2 separate regions of the Mus musculus genome follow, and region 1 is linked to region 2. A link is a contact called in public HiChIP or PLAC-seq data. All regions are on one chromosome and are shown on one strand. The core of a region is the stretch at or near the end of the contact, and the rest is flanking DNA. Distances in the headings are between cores, read along the strand shown.

Evidence for each region. HiChIP or PLAC-seq counts read pairs in DNA pulled down with a chosen protein or histone mark.
Region 1: a contact with region 2 is called in an H3K27ac HiChIP or PLAC-seq map of microglia, with 4 times the contacts expected there. The contact joins two enhancer-like sites. A contact is called at or near these places in 1 of 15 datasets of contacts at CTCF or cohesin (the NIH/3T3 cell line), 1 of 484 Hi-C or Micro-C datasets (bone marrow-derived macrophages) and 2 of 115 datasets of contacts at active chromatin or transcription factors (embryonic stem cells and microglia).

What each region holds. Positions count from the first base shown.
Region 1 is chr12:40,654,055-40,661,120 of GRCm38.p6, forward strand. All of the region lies in intron 8 of Dock4 (dedicator of cytokinesis 4), which reads left to right. Among named protein-coding and RNA genes, the nearest start is that of Dock4, 210 kb to the left of the region's middle. Within about 2 kb of position 2,372, at least 16 of the 459 cell types and tissues checked have an H3K27ac peak or open chromatin away from gene starts, as enhancers often do. A contact at or near this core is called in microglia, where this site is marked.
Region 2 is chr12:40,288,737-40,294,854 of GRCm38.p6, forward strand. No RefSeq gene overlaps it. Among named protein-coding and RNA genes, the nearest start is that of Gm40403, 44 kb to the left of the region's middle. Within about 2 kb of position 4,520, at least 2 of the 459 cell types and tissues checked have an H3K27ac peak or open chromatin away from gene starts, as enhancers often do. A contact at or near this core is called in microglia, where this site is marked.

The sequences.
Region 1 (7,066 bases), core at 1,122-3,621, 360 kb after region 2:
TAAGTTCTTTGAAAAATATTTCCTGACTTAGCTCTTACAGCTACCCTATGTGTTACATATTACTAATATTCCTTTGTTTGTAGATGATGCAACCTAGAGACCTTGCCCAAAGTCAAGTGAAGGTTGTACAGGGTAGGCTGTATAGGAATCAATATTTCCTATCCCTACTCTATATTCCTTATCTGTAATGTCTATAATGTGCTATGTTCTTCCCTAGTCATTTTATGTTCACCATTAAATGTTAAGGGGATCTATATAGGGCTCATTCTTTTAAGATCTAGAATGATAGAAACTTGAGCTTTGAAGATTGTACAGGAAGGATCTAATGAGGAAGGGGAAAGGGAGGGGAAATCACTGATGGCCCCAGGCCCCTTAGGAGTGGAGCTTCAGGAAATAAGACTTGAGTTTGCAAATGGGAGATTAGCCATGAGAAAGGAAGAGCTGAGGGTGTGGTTGTGAGCTGTTTGAGCCTTAGGATGGGCCTATGAATTGTAATTTTCCAGAGAAAGGGAACTGGCAGTCTATGCTACTGGGTCGCCTTTAGCTGACATTTAAGGAGTGGCTCTTGCACCACGTGGGATACAAAGAACCATAGTGTGGTGCTTCACATAGGCTGTGCAGCTGTACATTAATGCTTATCTTCCCTTCATCCATGGTGCTTCATCTGCATCAGAGTATTAAAAATCCTGTCCAGTGAACTTCGCTCTCTAGCCAGCCAGCCAGTTGGCCTCAAGTAGTCAGCTTCAGTGAGAGACTCTGTTATATGTTTGATTGTGAGCCTTGGTGTCATGGTTGTTGTGTAACTTTCGTTCCTTTGTTTACTGGCACATTCTAAGTCCTTATTAATTAACACTGTCATTTTGACTTGGGACTAATTCATTCCTTTACTTTTGACTCAGCAGAGAACTTGGCCTGAGTACCACCTGTTGGTCACTGGCTACAGCAAAGTTGCTCGTACACATCAGCCGCTGGCTTGGGCTTCTAAGTGAGAAATTAGCAGCAGGGTGTGCTTAATTCTAGTAATTGCAATGATGAAGTTTACTTTCTTTCTTTTCTTTTTTCTTTTTTTTTTTTTTTTTTGGTGTTTCGAGACAGGGTTTCTCTGTATAGCCTTGGCTGTCCTGGAACTCACTTTGTAGACCAGGCAGGCCTCGAACTCGGAAATACGCCTGTCTCTGCCTCCTGAGTGCTGGGATTAAAGGTGTGCGCCACCACGCCTGGCAAAGTTTACTTTCTAATGAGTCCTTTTTCGAATACTTTTCTGAAGTTAGATTTTCTTTTTCTACTATCATGCGGTTAAACCCATTTTTCTTGAAAGGGTTCTATAGAAGCTTTCTTTTGCCTACAATTATGCCTTATTAAGTCCAATTCTGTCATTTAAGGGAGCGAGAGAACTGAATGCAGTAGATAAAGCACAGGCATTTTAAAAATCCAGATCCTTTAACTGTAAAATGGCTATGACTTTCTCTCTGTCTGGGAGAGACACACATCACCTGTGTCTTGTACACCCTTTCATTGTGGCTAAGTGGCCACACTCTGTGGTTAGGAAATCTGGGTAGAAATTCTGACTTTGCTACATCAGCCTGGGCACTTAACTGCGCATCTCTTACAGCTGTTAACTGGTAGGAATTAATGAAGATAACAGTGCTTTCTGGAGGGATTTCTTGAATGTTAAATGCATAGGATGTTGCCCAGGACCCAGGAGTTTATTGGTGCGTCCTGGCTATGAGGAGGAGGATTTTTGAACCCAAAGAGGAAGTATACATCACCCTAACTAGATGTACGTGGTGGCTACCTTTGTATTCTTATAGAAATCACACATTCCAAGAAATTGGTGATGTTTTAGTTATGATACTGCAGTTACTTAAAGTTTAGAGAGACCCTCTAGCAAAAAGGTAATATGCAGTGCATATTATGTTAGCCAGGAGTACACAAAAAATGGGAACCAGAAGCCTGAAGGGGGATTACAACCTGAAACACCACAGTGGGAACAGGAATAAGGAAGTTGGAAATCCTGTCTCCAGATGAGGAGAGTCTTATGAAATTGCTTTCATAGCTTCCAGTAACCCTGTTCAGCGGCAGACATTATTATATAAGAGCTTAGAGAAAGTGGTACTACTTTTATCTGCGTATAGTACTACATAGCAAGGTTAATAGAGCCTTTACAGGTTTAGTTCCCCTTGTCTGTGCTACATGTCTTGTTTGATGCATTACTTGAAGCTTACCATGGCCTGATCATACAAGTTCACCATCTACATTTTTACATAATTTAGGAATACTTACTGTTTTGACTGTGACATATTGTAGGCCTGGGTCTGTTTTTGTAATTTCATATTACAATGCTCACTAAAACTTGTAAGCTTTCCAAAGCAAAGAAAAGCAGTGTAAGGAAAATGGCCCAGCCAGACTAGCAAGGGACGCAGTGCACAGAGTTAAAATAGGTAGAGGAGGCATTCAGAACCCCTCCTTGAATTGTGGCAGCACAGTGGCAGCCGTTCTATCGGGCCCAGAGCATTTCCTGCTGTGTCTAGACATGTTGGCACAGATTCACTGTGGGTGTCTGTCCAGCAGTGACCCATAGAGACCTTCCCCGGGGCCCTGTGTTGACAAGCACAACTGCTTCCCACCTCCCTCCTCTCCATCATCTGATTGTTCCAGCAGGTGCATGGGAATTGGTGTTGTTGTCACCTCCGAATTAATCACATCTGTGGTTTATCCCTCATTCACTCTTGTGTTATACATAAAAAAAAAAAAATGGCCCACACATACTGGTTGCCTTTAATGGTAGTGACTCTAAGGAAGCTGCTGGAACAGAGGTGGGGCAGGAGGGGGATACAAATACAAAGAACTGAGCAAGGAAAGGCTTTATCCAAATCTAGAACACACTGTGTATCATGGAACCACTCAGCTTTTTTATAGCATTGTATGATAAGAATATAATGCCAATTATTTAACTTTAGTAGATGACTAGAAAAACTAGAGTTGCAGAAAACCGGAAGCTCACAGAGTGCATGAACTTGAGTAGGCTTCTCTTTTGCCTTGCACTTATGCAGACAGCTTGACGCTCTTAAGTAGAGGAGTATTTTTATTTGTACAAGGTGAGCAGAAAGCCCTCGTCTCCCCGATCCTGCCTTTTAAGTCAGGGGCAGGTTAGTGAGTCTCCTCCCCTCACTAGTATCATGGTCTTCTCTGTCTTTCTTCATGAACACCCAGGTTGCCGCCTGTAGGGCATTCAGAATAATTTAGTTTTCCTGGAGTCTGAATGGGATAAGCCTCTGTCACGCATAGTAAGCACTTCACAAAGACTTTATTCAGTGCCATTTACAGTTGCAGAAGGATTTGGCATCCACAAAGGGATGACCAGTGGTGTGCCTCTACTCTCTCTTCCCCTTCAGTTTCTCAGCACCTTGCAGAATACTTGATACCGGGTGTGTGTGTGTGTGTGTGTGTGTGTGTGTGTGTGGTGATGCATTTAAAGGAAGCTTTTAAGTTTTGCTTTCCTGTTGAGGCAAAGCATTAAAAGATCCTGCCATTAGTCCCTTAATCTTTGCTATCATCCTTCCCCTCCAGGAGTGGGGTGGGGATGTGCTCTTAATAAGAGAGAGCCAGGGTGCTGAGTGCATCATCACTAAGAGCTGTTTCATGTTACCTTGTGCTCTCAGCCCTGTCTCCAGGGAGCCACCATTTGCAAACACTGTCATGCTGAAAATAAAAGTACATAGGAGTCATCAGATAAAGGCCTGGTGTTACCCCCTAAGCAGTTGGACCTCTTGGATCTTAAGTTAAGCAGGGAGGGTCTACTTTATGGCAGTTTGGCTCTGGCGTTTCACACCACTACTGTGCAGTTACTGACGTCTGCTCATTCATACATTTAGCCAGCAAACAAGCCCCACCTAAGGCTAAGTGCTCATCTCAAGAAGGCATAAAGAAAACCACATCTTCCCAAGCCTTGTATTCTACTTAGGTTCAAAATGTTGAGAAAAATAAGGATAGTTTCTAAGTTACGCCTTTATATAGTATGGTCTATAAGGGTATGGCAGTCAGTATGCATTTTGTTGGTTCATTCGTTTTTTTGAGTTGTCTCACTATGTAGTCCTAGTTAGCCTGGAACTTGGTATGTACACCAGGCTGGCCTTGAACTTCTAGAGATCTTCCTGCCTCTGCTTCCAGGGTACTGGATTATAGCCAAGTGCCACAACAAAAAATTAAAATATGAACCCACAAAGAAAAAAACCTCAGAACATTCTTTTGAGAAAAAAAAAAGAAATAAAGATTTAGTTATTGATACTAAGGGTGTAAATTACATAGATTTTTTTTTTAAATTAATCATTCTATTTTCATTTACATCTTCTTTTTTCCCAATTTTTAATTAGGTATTTTCTTCATTTACATTTCAAATGCTATCCTGAAAGTCCCCTATACCCTCCCCCCACCCTGCTCCCCTACCCACCCACTCCCACTTCTTGGCCCTGGTGTTCCAGGCATATAAAGTTTGCAATACCAAGGGGCCTCTCTTTCCAGTGATGGCCGACTAGGCCATCTTCTGCTACATATGCAGCTAGAGACACGAGCTCTGGGGGGGTACTGGTTAGTTCATATTGCTGTTCCTCCTATAGGGTTGCAGATCCCTTCAGCTCTTGGGTACTTTCTCTAGCTCCTCCACTGGGGGCCCTGTGTTCCATCCAATAGATGACTGTGAGCATCCACTTATGTGTTTGCCAGGCACTGGCATAGCCTCACATGAGACAGCTATATCAGGGTCCTTTCAGCAAAATTTTTCTGGCATATGCAATAGTGTCTGTGTTTGGTGGCTGATTATGGGATGGATCCCTAGTGGGGTAGTCTCTGGATGGTCCATCCTTTCATCTTAGCTCCAGACTTTGTCTCTGTAACTCCTTCCATGGGTATTTTGTTCTTTATTCTAAGGAGCAATGAAGTATCCACATGTTGGTCTTCCTTATTCTTGATTTTCTTGTGTTTTGCAAATTAAAATTCTCAACTGAGGAATACCGAAAATGTTCAACGTCCTTAATCATCAGAGAAATGCAAATCAAAACAACCCTGAGATTCTACCTCACACCAGTCAGAATGGCTAAGATCAAAAATCCAGGTGACAGCAGATGCTGGGGAGGATGTGGAGAAAGAGGAACACTCTTCCATTGCTGGTGGGATTGCAAGCTTGTACAACTACTCGGGAAATCAGTCTGGCTGTTCCTCAGAAAATTGGACATAGTACTACCAGAAGATCCAGCAATACCTCTCCTGGGCATATATCCAGAAGGTGTTCCAACTAGTAATAAGGACACATGCTCCACTATGTTCATAGCAGCCTTATTTATAATAGCCAGAAGCTGGAAAGAACCCAGATGTCCCTCAATAGAGGAATGGATACAGAAAATGTGGTACATTTACACAGGAGTACTACTCAGCTATTAAAAACAATGAATTTATGAAATTCTTGGGAAAATGGATGGATCTGGAGGATATCATCCTGAGTGAGGTAACCCAATCACAAAAAAAGTCACTTGATACACACTCACTGATAAGTGGATATTAGCCCAGGAACCTAGAATACCCAAGAAACAACTTGCGTTAACATCTTCTTAACCTTTATTTTTCGTTTGTTTTAAAATGCCTACTTCACCCCAAAGTCTATAGAGAGCTTTGGTTTACTTGTGTTTCCCAATCCTTATTAAAAATGGTCTCCTCACAAAGAAATAGTATTTCACAAAGTCAAAATAACTTCCATGTGTAGATCGGACTGATCTCTTCCTCGCAGAGTGTCCAGGATACAGTGTTGGCAGTGATCCAATTCTGTGAACTCCAAGAACAATTAGCTTACGACACTCCTCCCTCATGCACATCACCCTGCTTCCTGACCCTGCTCTTGTTGGTCCTGCTCCTACCCATGGCTACTTCTGCATCCTCCGAGACTTCTGCATCCTCTGCTCAGAAGAAGCTTGTTTTCCTATCCATCTTCTAACACGTTCTCTGGAGAAAGACTAAAGCGTGTGCTCTCCTCCCTCACCACATTCATTCTTAGTCAGAATTCTATATAGGTCTGGTGATGGCATTTCTATACAGGCAAGGTTATACTTTTTAAAAGTCATCTTACCCTACAACACCGTCATTACCTCCCCATCCCCTGTCTGTTTCTTGCTGGCCCCACGTGTCTCCTCAAGTCGTACCCTCTGCTGCTTCCATTTCACACAGATTCCATATTGTCCTTCCCTCTTCTCTTAGTTTATAGATTTTTGTTTCCTGAATTACATAGAGAGAGGCATGCACATACTTGGACACATTTCTGTCCCCTGTTGCATTTTATTTCTGCAAATGAGATAAACATGTGGTATTCATCTCTGAGTCTCTGTTACTTTATTAATGTAGCAATCTACCAATTCATCTGTTTGTGCACATGGAGACTGGTTCTGTGTGTTTACTATTGTGAGAGTACAGGAATAAACATGGATGTGCAATTTTCTCTAACTTAAAGTCTGGTAGTGGTATGGCTAGATCATGGTAGTTAACATTTTTAATGTTTTGAAAACCTTGATACTGATTCCCACAGTGGCTTTATCCCTTTACATTGTCCCCACCAGTGTATCTGCGTTCTTCTTTCCCTGCATCCTTGCTAACACTGGTTGTCATTTCTTCCTTGGTGGGCTCTTCTGACTGGTATGAGATAGAATCATAAAGCAATTTTAGTATACTTCGCCAATGGCGAAAGGTGTTGAAGAAAATTAAATTTGAGAAAATCTCTGTTCAGTTTGTTAGCCCACATATTATTGTGTAATTTAGGGGTATATAGCTCATTCTGTACTCTAGATCTCAGTCCCCTGTTAGATGTATTGTTGACAAAGACTTTTTTTTCTATTGTATAGGGCATCTCTTTAGTCTGGTGATTGCTTCTTTGCACTACTTAAATCTCACAAAATACCACTTGACAATTCTGGTGTTGTTATGATGTTGAAATCCTTTTCAGAGTATCCATGATACATACTTCCTAGGTCATTTAATTATATAGCATTTATCTTTCTAAGAATTTACCCAAGTAGGAAATTGGGGA
Region 2 (6,118 bases), core at 3,270-5,769:
GAAGGGATTTTAGCAACACCTGCATTTTTCACAAGGCGAAAAGCAACTAGCGAAGAGTATTCATACATCATGCATAAGTGTGGCTATGTTCCAATAAAGCTTTGTTTACAGAAGCAGACAGGGAGGTGACCTAGTCCTCAGCCCTGAGCTTGCCAGTCATTGGTAGAGAATACCACACATTACCCTGGTTATATTGGGCAGGAATGGTCCATATTCACATCATAAAACGATACTATTCATGACTGTTTTTGCCCTTAGAGCTGTGTGCAGTTCTGCTTTCTGCCATGATATACTGGAAAAAGAACTGGACCGGGTTCTATTTCATAGGACATAGTTGCCTGTAAGAGATACGGTGCTGATGGAACCAGATGATTAAGAGGTAACTAACAATCCTGAGGAACTGACTCTAAGCCACTGAGGGAATGACCTTGCCATAAAGGGTAAGGGCAGTGGGCAAGAGCAAGAACTTCCTTCTTCCAAGTCCTTTATAAAGGCTGCCACCAGAAGGTATGGCCCAGATTTAAGGTGGATTTTCCCTACCTCAAAGCACCTGGATTGCAGGTAGGCCTTCCCACTTCAAATGATTTAATTAAGAAAAATCCCTCTCAGGTTTACCTAGCCACTTGAAGTTTAGTTGATTCCAGATGTAGTCAAGTTGACAACTAGTAATAGCCATCATTGATACATGAATTTATCTTTGCTAGATGGAAAAATTACATACATAACCAGTGTTTTAAAACCACTTCTTTATGATTTACTAGTAGTTTGGTTCTTGTGATAGTTTGTATATGCTTGGCCCAGGGAGTGGCACTATTTGGAGGTGTGGCCTTGTTGGAGTAGGTGTGTCACTGTGGGCATAGGCTTTTAATATCCTTGTTTTAGCTGCCTGGAAACCAGTATTCTGTTAGCAGCCTTCAGATGAAGATGTAGAACTCTCAGATCCTCTTGCACGGTGCCTGCCTGGATGCTGCCATGGTCCTACCTTGATGATAATGGACTGAACCTCTGAATCTATAAGCCAGCCCCAATTAAATGTTGTCCTTATAAGAGATGCCTTGGTCATGGTGTGTGTTCACAGCAATAAAACCCTAAAACAGTTCATTTACTTATCTTATACACCTAGATACCATGGGTCAGAAAAAATTGCTCAGGTGAAAAAGGTTATAGAAGTATTACATTTTTAAACAATAGGTAATCTAAAAAATACCTTTATTCACCTCTCCAAGGCCCAGTGAACATTATAGAAGGACAGAGTGTGGAGAGATTGAAAGAGAAGGAGGACAGGGAGGAACGCAGTGAAACATTGTCTCCCGGGATGACCATTGTATTCATGAGCACTCAGCAGCTGTGGCTACCGGCAACTACCTGCACATGATTTGCTTTAGGTACCTTAGAAAGAAGAAGAGGGGAAGGGGAGGGGTCAGCAGGAGTGGGAAGGGGAGAGGGTAATGAGAGTGAGTAGTAGCATAATAAGACACTGTTCAAGAATATGAGACTGGGCTGGTGAGATGGCTCAACTGGTAAAAGCACCGACTGCTCTTCTGAAGGTCATGAGTTCAAATCCCAGCAACCATATGGTGGCTCACAACCACCTGTAACAAGATCTGACGCCCTCTTCTGGTGTGTCTGAAGACAGCCACAGTGTATTTACATATAATAAATAAATAAATCTTTAAAAAAAAGAATATGAGGCTGTCAAAATTTCAAAAACTAAAAGAAGAATTTATCTTAAAATCACGTTGCCCTAACAGAACTTCATTCCCTTGGCAGATAATAAAACTGATTGAGCCTTCCAATTTCCATTCCAAGCTCATACTAGCCCCTCACCTCATCCCTTTGCCTGGATGCTTCCCACCCCCTTGAGTTGCTCATATACTCAAGTGTAAAAAACCAACAACAATAACAAACGACTGAGTCTCAGCTAGTGCCACTCACGGGGCTGGGCCTTCTACTTACACCCAAACCCCATGGCAACTTTGTTTTAGATAAATAACCGAGGCTTGGATCGGCAGTGGCTCTGTGCAGGGTGTGCACTTTGGAAATGACAGAGGGAGAAAATCCACTCAGCTATTTTGATTCCAAGTGTCCCACAGGAAGAGAAGACAAGCTGCCACCCGCTGGCACATAACTGCCATCAGTCACCAACATTTGCCGCAGATAACATTTCCAGTGTCACTGTAGGGTAGTGCTCGAAGGCTTTGCTCATTTGGGACCAGGAAGAATAAAAACACCAATATTGAGGGAATCGTTTGGGTGAGACAGTTTGGATCAAAAGGGACATTTCTATAAATTTTTACCTTCATTGTCTTACCCAAGTTTTAAAATAATGAATAATGAAACCATCTATGTGTTGTGAGTGTTGTGAATTAGGAAAAATGTACTTCACAGCGGACAGGCATAGCTTCTGTGTTGGTAGAGAGTTGCTGTTAACTGGATCTCAGTGACTGGCGGTTGTTGAAGATGTGTGCTTGGAATTGGTAGTGAAAGAACCTAGTGGGGAACCCCCCCACAATTCCCGATTCGGGGTGCACCCAAGAATCACCAACAGAACAGAATGCCTTGATGTAAAAACACGAGGTAGTTTAATGGCGGAGCTCCAGGTCTAAACGTATCTCACGCAGGAGACAGTGGATTCGACCATGAGGCTTGGAAGCTAGGGGTTTTTATAGAAAAGGGGCTAGGACTGGGGTTCATTTAAATATCAGCAGGGAGGAATTGGTGCGGTTTCATATGATTGGTCCATTTAAACATCAGCAGACTGTACATGCAGATAACATTTAATTTAGGTCAGAAGGACGGGAGATAGGGAGGCGCCGGGCCAGTCTGGTCTTGTCATTCTCTTTATCTTTATGGCCAAGCAGCCTCAGGAATGTCTTAATTATGGGCCTGCCTGGGCATGTTCTGCTATGTTCTCAGCCTCAGGTTTTAAAGCTCACAAACAACTCTTTGGGCTATTTGACATAAATTACATGAATCACAGGTCTCAAGGTTTATTTTCTTTCAGTAGCTCAGGTGGTAAAATGCCTGCTGGGCAAGCATGGGGACCTGAATTTGATCTCCAGAAGGATGCCAGTTATGAGAGCCTGTGCATGTAATCTCAGAGTTTGATAGGCAGAGACCAGAAACTCCCTGGGGTTCACTGGCTAGTCAACCTAGCCTACTTATAAAGTCATGCTCTAGGCCAGAGAGACACTGTATCAAAAAGCAAGTTGGGCATTTCTGGAGGAACAATTCTTGAGGTAGTCTTCTGTCCTTCCATGCTGTACTGGCTGGTTTTGTGTGTCAAGTTGACACAGGCTGGAGTTATCACAGAGAAAGGAGCCTCCCTTGAGGAAACACCCTCATGAGATCCAGCGCTAAGGCATTTTCTCAATTAGTGATCAAGGGGAGAGGGCCCCTTGTGGGTGGTACCATCTTTGGGCTGGTAGTCCTGGGTTCTATAAGAAAGCAAGCTGAGCAAGCCAGTAAGGAATATCCCTCCATGGCCTCTGCGTCAGCTCCTGCTTCCTGACCTGCTTGAGTTCCAGTCCTGACTTCCTTTGGTGATGAACAGCAATGTGGGAAATGTAAGCTGAATAAACTCTTTTCTTCCCAACTTGTTTCTTGGTCATGATGTTTGTGCAGGAATAGAACCCCTGACTAAGATGCATGCAAACACGTATGAAGCAGGATATGCACTCGGAGAGAATGTGCAGGATGTGTGCACCCTTGCTGCTCTGAGTTCATCACGAGGCTGGACCCCACGAAGAGTCAGAGAATGATGGATCAGGTGCCTATAAGCTGCCTCCCCTCTTTGCCCTTATTGGCGAATTCCAATTCATCTGGTGGTAACAGTTTGAGAAACATGTGCAGAAACTACATTATTGTCCCTCACACAACCAAATCTGTATACACACACACACACACACACACACACACACACACACACACACGCATGCACGCATGTATGTATCTATGTAATGTATGTGTGTGTGTGTGTGTGTATGTATTTGTCTATGTCTGTGTCTGTGTATTTGCCCCTGGGGAACTTCTCTATGAAAGAAAATAGAGCTGCAACAAGATAAGGTAGTTGTAACTGTTAGGATTTTTAAGATACTTCAATCAATATAGTCCATTGTGGATTTTAAGAAATGTCTTTTATGTATTTTGTGCCTGCATGCATGTATGTGTAAAATGTGCATGCATGCCTGGTTTCCACAGAGTCCAGAAGTAAGTGTTGGATCCCCTAAAATGGCAGTTACAGATGGTTGTGAGCCCTCATGTGGGAGGTAGGATCCTCTCCAAGAGCAGCAAGTGCTCTTAACCACTGAGCCATCTCTCAACAGTCCACCACTGTGGAGTTTATAGTTATTTGAAGAAAGGTCATAGGTGTCTTTCTCTTGAGGTGGCCAGGTGATTACTGCACTGGGCATATTGTCCTATAAGATGACTTCTCTCCCAGAAATAGAAGTGTCTGAGACTGCTCTGGCAACAGTGAAAGTGGGTAGACAGTGGAAGTGAGAAAAGAAACAGGATGTACAAGAGACTTGGCCAGTTGCTGGGCTGTCTCCAAACTTTCCTTACCAGGGTAACCTGGGCAATGTGTGTGGAGGCAGCGTGGGTATTTAAGGAGTATGTAAGATCTTAATAATTTTGCTAATATTTGAGGCTGAACTTGTAGCAGCCTTAGTTGGCATGAATTGGTGTGTGATAGCTTCCTGAAGAATGCCAGGATAAACTCGCACAATACTACAACTAGAAGAATCTCTCCAGTTTTAGATCCCTCTGCCAGGGGCCAGATTCCTTCAAGAGCTTTCTGTATCCCCCAAGGACTTGCCTCAAACACACAGCTTAAGCTCAGAAGCAACTCAAGTCAGATCTCATCCAGGACTGTCCTAACCTCCAAGGGACCTACCTGAACCGTGTGGGGTCAGGAAACAATTCATCATTATGTAAATTCCTTGGAAACTGACCAGAGATGGTAAATGAGTTTCATCTGACAGCAACTGCAGTTGATTGGGTGGCTGCCTGATGGATTATGTCAAGGAGGGTTTAAAGTTATGTCGCTCTAGCTAGTGTGTCAGAGGATTCCCAGGATTAGAGCAAAGATGAACTCTTTCTTCTAGACCGAGTTATGTGACACTTGGAAGATGCTTGTTGTTTGTCTTCTGGGGAGGATCATGGACACCTGAGCTAATCATGTGTCTATCACTCTGACAAAATACTGGACATACATCAACTTAAAGGAGACTTACATTTCAGAGAGTTCAGTCCATGGCTGACTGGCTCTGCTGTCTTGGGCCCACAGGCAGGTGGAAGGAACATCAGTGTAAGGAGCACAAAATGAAGTAAAACTACTCACCCCCCCCCACACCCCCCTGTGGTCCAGGATTCAAAAAGAGAATGGAAATGGGTTAGGATCCCAATCTCCCATCCAGGGCCTGATTCAGATGATCTCATTCCCCCAAGGCCCCATCTCCTAAAGTTCCCACTACCACCAATAATACTACCAACTGGTGGTCATGCCTGTCACTCACAGCCTGTAAAGAACAATTCAGATCCAAGCCATGTGGGGAGGAGAATGACTGAGAATATTGACATATGTATGAAGACAGCATGATGACACCCTCAGTTTGTAGATAAACCTAAAAATAAATAGTAGGAAAAGATCGGCCTCATCTGTAGTGGTTTGAATATGCTTAGTCCGGGAAATGGCACTATTAGGGTATGCCCTTTAGGAGTAGGTGTGGCCTTGTTGGAGGAAGTGTGTCACTGTCGGAGTGGGCTTTGAGACTCTCCTCCTAGGCACACAGGAGCCAGTCTTTTCCTTTTTGCCTTCAGAACAAGATGTAGAACTCTCAGCTCCTTCTCCAGCATCCTGTCTGCCTGGATGCTACCATGCTTCCCACCTTGATGATAATGGCCTGAACCTCTAAATCTATAAGCCAGCCCCAATTAGAAGCTTGCCCTTATAAGAGTTGCCTTGGTCAAGGTGTCTCTTCACAGTAGTAAAGCCCTAACAAAGACACCATCAGACCTTTGCAGAATAATATTTTAAAGGGTAAAATAAAAGCAAATACAAGCGTAGGCATCAAAGTTTACAGAACACTGCAAATGCAGCAGTACACATGAGTATCTG